Regions from separate parts of the Callithrix jacchus genome. Here region 2 is linked to region 1. A link is a contact called in public Hi-C data. All regions are on one chromosome and are shown on one strand. The core of a region is the stretch at or near the end of the contact, and the rest is flanking DNA. Distances in the headings are between cores, read along the strand shown. Region 1 holds the start of FAAP20 (FA core complex associated protein 20). Region 2 holds the start of MORN1 (MORN repeat containing 1).

What was found. Hi-C and Micro-C count contacts between places; a contact is called where the count stands out from the background.
Region 2: a Hi-C map of skeletal muscle shows a contact between it and region 1, with 5 times the contacts expected there. The contact joins the promoter of MORN1 here to the promoter of FAAP20 in region 1. A contact is called at or near these places in 2 of 3 Hi-C or Micro-C datasets (both in skeletal muscle).

Annotation. Positions count from the first base shown.
Region 1 is chr7:40,248,319-40,250,868 of calJac240_pri, reverse strand. FAAP20 (FA core complex associated protein 20) reads left to right here and starts at 1,286. Exons shown (of 4, transcript XM_078330083.1): 1 at 1,286-1,365; 2 at 1,901-2,036; 3 at 2,123-2,394. The coding sequence starts at 1,304.
Region 2 is chr7:40,430,889-40,433,438 of calJac240_pri, reverse strand. MORN1 (MORN repeat containing 1) reads left to right here and starts at 1,279. Exons shown (of 14, transcript XM_035307449.2): 1 at 1,279-1,377. The coding sequence starts at 1,302. RER1 (retention in endoplasmic reticulum sorting receptor 1) reads right to left here and starts at 1,893. Exons shown (of 7, transcript XM_009000278.5): 1 at 1,542-1,893. The coding sequence starts at 1,693.

The DNA of each region.
Region 1 (2,550 bases), core at 37-2,536:
TGGGAGCGCTTGGTCAGCTGGCACCTGCCATGTGGTGAACATGGAGCCGTGGAGATTCCACAGCTGGGTTTCTCTGCCTGAGAGCAGGCCCAGTCACCAGGCACCTCCCACAGGGCCCCCTGAGACCACACTGCCTGCAGCAGCCTCCCTAGACCCCCAGGCAGCACTCAGGACTGCATCACCACTTGCTTGCCCATGTTTCGGGGCCTGGGGGTTGGTGCCTCCGTCTTGTTCTGCTGGGAGCCTCCAGCATCTAGAACAGAAATGTATGCTGAAGAAAACCACTCATGGAGGGAGTGGGGACCCCCTGTCAGTCCAGGCCCTGCTCCTGACCCCTGCCCTGAACACCCACCCATGGCCTCCAGGCCAGGGCCACTTGGAGGACATGCGCCACTTGCGTGACCTGGGTTCAGGGCTTGGCCCCACAGCTGAGTTCTGGAGGGAGGGAACAGGGCCTGGTGGGGAGTGGGAACAGCTAGGGAGCCCTGCAGAAGGGGTGCCCAGCATGGCCCCAAAACTGCTGGGGCTGGGCAGGGCAGAAACTGCCACAGAGTCCCACAGCCCTGAGTGGTGTCTGGCAAGGGCCCCTGACCCTGATCCCTGTAGACTCCAGCCCTTCTGGGATGGGGGTGGCCACTCCAGGGCCCAGTGGGGCCCAGGCAAAGGCAAGCGGCCTGAGCACAGCCAGGTGTGGCACGAGGGTGCCTGAGCGTCTGCTGCCACCAAGTGGCCGACTTTGAGGTCGCAGAGCCCAGGGTCCAGGCAGGAAAGCCCCCCGGGGTCCTAGTCCTGGCTCGGCCTTGAGGCCCCAGTGAGCCACCTAGACTTTGTCACTTCGCCTCTTGTTTCTTGGCCAAGGAGCTTGAGCTCCCCGCCTTTTGTAAAGCGACGGTGGTGGCGACGGCGGATTTCAAGCTTTATTTACTCCTGGAGTGGTCCTGGAAGGGGAGGCGGCTCCGCAGAGCCGGAAACGGCGGGGAGCTGTGGGGTGCAGCCGGGAGGAGGCAGGGCCCGGGCGGGCCGGACGGCCGTCGGGGTAACGGATGGGGCTCTGGCCCAGGGCTGCCTGGACGGAAAGGCGGGGCACGGGCAGGGCTCCCTCACCGGGCCTCCGCCCCACCCCAGGCCCCCTTCTGCGGTGCTGGACGAAGGAACCCTGGCCTCGGTTTCCTGCAGCCTGGGATCAGGGCCCCCGGGGTTCCGACTGTCTCGGAGGGGACACCTCACCGCAGAGTCGGGGGCGAGGCCTGGAGGCCGGGCAGGGGCGGGGCCTGCGCTCACTTCCGTCCGGCGCGCAGCTCCGATGGAGGCGGCGCGGAGGCCGCGGCTGGGGCTGAGCCGTCGGAAGCCGCCCCCGGCGGGCGGGTGAGGCCGGGGCTGGGCGGGGGCGCGGCCGGTTTTCCCACTCCCGCGTGCTTCCCGGAGCCCCCGCGGGCCTCCCACTATCTTCTCCCGGTGGGGAAGGCTCCCGCCCCGGGTCCTCCGCCACTCCGCCCCGCCATTCAGCTCCCGCCTCCAGCCCCCACCCCACCCCGAGGTTCCCCCGCGCCGCCCCAGGCCCTGCCCCATCATCGCGTCCCCACCGAGGGCCCCCATCTCCCCCTCTACCTTCCCCCTCTATCTTCCCCAGGCCCTTCGCAGTCTCCCCCAGCATCGTCTCATCCTGCCGAGGACCCCCACATATCCACCCCTCCACCGCTCCCCCGACCCCATTACCTCTCATCTTTTCACTGTCTGCTCTAGCAGGCCCTCCCCCAACCCTGCCCGCTGTCTCCCCACCATGGAATCTCCCTCTAGTGCCCCCTATCTCCCCGCTCTCTGCTACAGGCCCTCCCCGGCCTCCCCCACCATAGCATTTCCCCTGCTGACTACCCCCATCTCCCTTTTCTGTCCGCCCCAGGCCTTCTGGCGACCGTCCCTGGTTTCTCCTGGGGGGTGACGAACGGGAGCGGCTCTGGGTCGAGCTGCTGCGCACCGTGAGTCCAGAGCTGAGCCTGGATGAGGAGCTGCCTCCACTGCCCGCCTTCCCTGGACAGGTGTGTCCACCAGGCCCATCGGAGTGGCGGAGGGGTTTCCAGGGTGGGGGCCACCGCTGGGGCAAGACCCAACCGCTCTGTTGCAGGAGCGCAGCTGCAGCCCGGGACCCACTGAAGTGTTCACTGTGGGACCCAAGACCTTCTCTTGGACGCCCTTTCCACCGAACCTGTGGGGCCCTGGCTGCTCCTACCGGCTGCTTCGCAGGGCAGGAGGGCACCTGGAATCTCCTGACAGGTCCCCTCCCCAGCACCCGACACCTGATCTGTGCAGGGCACCCAGTGTGGAGCCGAAGCCATCTGTGGAGGGTGCCACAGTCCTGCACAGCTGCCCTATGTGCCAGAAGGAGTTCGCCCCCGGGTGAGTGAGCCACCCCTGAGCCTGGCGGGTTACCCATTACCGTTTGGAAACCACAGCCCTTTGGAAGGCCAAGAGGTGGCTGAGCTCAGTGCTGGCTTTTAAAGCCCTTTCACACCTGGCAAGGTGGCCTGGTGCCGTGACCTGACATGTCCCATG
Region 2 (2,550 bases), core at 30-2,529, 180 kb before region 1:
GCACCTGGCTCTGACACACTGTAACCGCGGTCACCTCGGGCACAGGGCAGAAGCCAAGTGAGAGTCTGAATTACTGAGGACCCTTCATCTACTTAGGGGATAACTGCATCTTACTAGGAAACGTCAACCCAACGAAGAATAAAGTGCTTCCGAGACTACCAGCCAGTCCTTACGCTTCATAAGGAGAAAGCGGGAAAAGCCCCCTGAAGGTACTGAGGCTGAAAGCAGGCTTCTGCGCGGAGGGACGCCTGGCAGGGACGCACGGTGACTTATCAGTGGGACCACACACCAGTACGAAGTCAGCCGAGAGCATTTATGACTTTATTGCCTATTTCGAACACAATCGAAACCGATGTGGCCAGTTTCCCTTCAGCCCGTCAGGGACGCCTTCGCCCCAGGGCTTAACACTAAGTCCTACAAGATTTGCTCTGACCTGGACGCCGGATGGGGAGGGGGCACATCCGCACTCGAATCCAGCCCAACGCAGACAGCTGCGGATCGGCAACTGTCCGCTTGCCCAGATGCCCGGCAGGAGAATCGGACGAGACCCGGCCCGGGTGGGGAGGGCAGCAATCCCCGCCTGGCCCCTCTCCCGCCACCCCACCCCTCGCAGACCCGAGGACTCGGCCTGCACCTCCGGACCCCTCTCCGCCGCCACCCCCCAGGCCCCTCTTCCCGGGCCCGCCCCGAGGCGCGACCCATACCCCCCAGGGCCGCGGGTCGGGGACAGGCTCCCCGCGGCCACTCGGGCCCCGACGGCCCTCCCCGCCCGGGCCTCAGCGCGGCCCCGCCCGCCCGCGGCCTTGACAGCCCGGAAAGAGAGGAGGCGGCGCTGCCCGGCCGTTCCCGCGCCACGCAGCCCTTCCCGGCACCTCGCAGCTCCGCTGCGGCCGAGCCGCGGTCTCCCTCACGGCCGCGGGAAGGAGGACGGCGGGGCAGGGGCGGCCGCCGGCGCTGCACTCGGGCTCCGGGAAGCTGCAGCGAGCACTTCCGCTCCGTCCTGCACGGCACCGCCTCCAGGGCCCCCAAGATGGCGCGGGGGCGGGGCCGAAGGCTCCAACCATTTCCGCTTCCGGCGCAGAGGCGCAAGCCGTTGGCGGGCGTGCCTCTCGGCGGAAGACGCAACAGCGGCGGAAACGCACCGCGTGCACAGGCACAGCTGCGTCCTCTGGCTCCGGGTCCCGCTAGTTTCACTCCAGAGATTGCGCGAGCCCAGGGACTCGGCCCGTGGCCACACCCCCTTGCGACAAAGACCAATGGAAGCGTGCGTTGCTGGTCGTTAAGGAAACCCCGGCAGCAAGATGGCGGCAGCCGGCGAGGGCACCCAGAGTTCCCACGGGCCGCGCAGGGACCCGCCAAGGCGGCCGCCCCGGGACGGTAACAACTGCGGGCTACAGGGCGGGTCGCTGTCCTGGGCTCCGTTCGGGGTGCGATCGCTCTACGCCCTCGACCCCCAAGTGCTCACTTCGGAAAACGGAGGTCCAAGTGCAGCGGCGGAGCCGGGGCCACCCCCGCGTTCCCCACTCCCATCCAGAACTCACCTGGCGCCTACCCGGGTCCGGCTCTCACCCTTCCCCGAGCCCTCCTTCTGCAGCGGGTCCAGCCCTGCAGGCGGTCGCCCCCCGCGGGCTCCTAGCAGGGAAGGCCGGGTTCGGGCTGCAGCCTCGCAGCCAACCGGGCCCGGTGTTGCCATGAGAATCCCTAATCCCAGGACGCGGGGAGAGGGCAGGCGCAGGACCAGCACCAAGCCTCCTTCCTTCCTGGCCGGTGCTGTCTAGAAACTCGAGGATGCATTTCAAAAGCAGTTTTTGGCTGTACTCCTGGCACTTTGGATCACCTGAAGTCAGAAGTTTGAGACCAGCCTGGCCAACATGGCGAAACCCTGTCTCTACTAAAAATACAAAAATTAGCCAGGCGTGGTGGCGCTTGTAGTTCGAGCTACTCGGGAGGCTGAGGCCGGAAAATAGCTTGAACCCAGGAGGCGAAGGTTGCAGTGAGCTGAAATCGAGCCACTGCACACCAGCCTGGGTGGCAGAGCAAGACTCCGTCTCAAAAAAAAAAAAAGTAGTTTTTGATAGGAACTGTTCCTAGAATCAAATAAACGGGTCTGAAATGAACTCAGAGCTCACCCTAGTATCTTCAGGTAGAACCTTCCTGATTTCGGCATATACAGGAGCCTGTGGGAACCCCCTGCCCTCCCCCCCGACATTTTCCCATAAACCCTGCCCCCAAAATGTGCCTGGGAAGCTGGTGGGGAGGGAGCCTTGCCCCTTCCAGGAACTGCGGGAGTTGGCTGGCACACTCAGCAACTGAGTGGAAAGAGATGAAGCTGGCCAGGTCCTCCTTGGGTATGAGTGTGGATTTTGTCCCCTAAGGATAGGAGGCCCCTGAAGGGTCACAGCAGGGAATGGAAGGGCCTGCTCCTCCCCTGTGTGCCCTCACTGACTCTGCTCCTGTGCCTTCCCCTGGCTCACTCATCCCCTCTGCAACAAGGCTCCCCACCTCCCCCTCCTGAGCACCTCTGCTCTCTCAAGGGCCTGCACTTGTTTC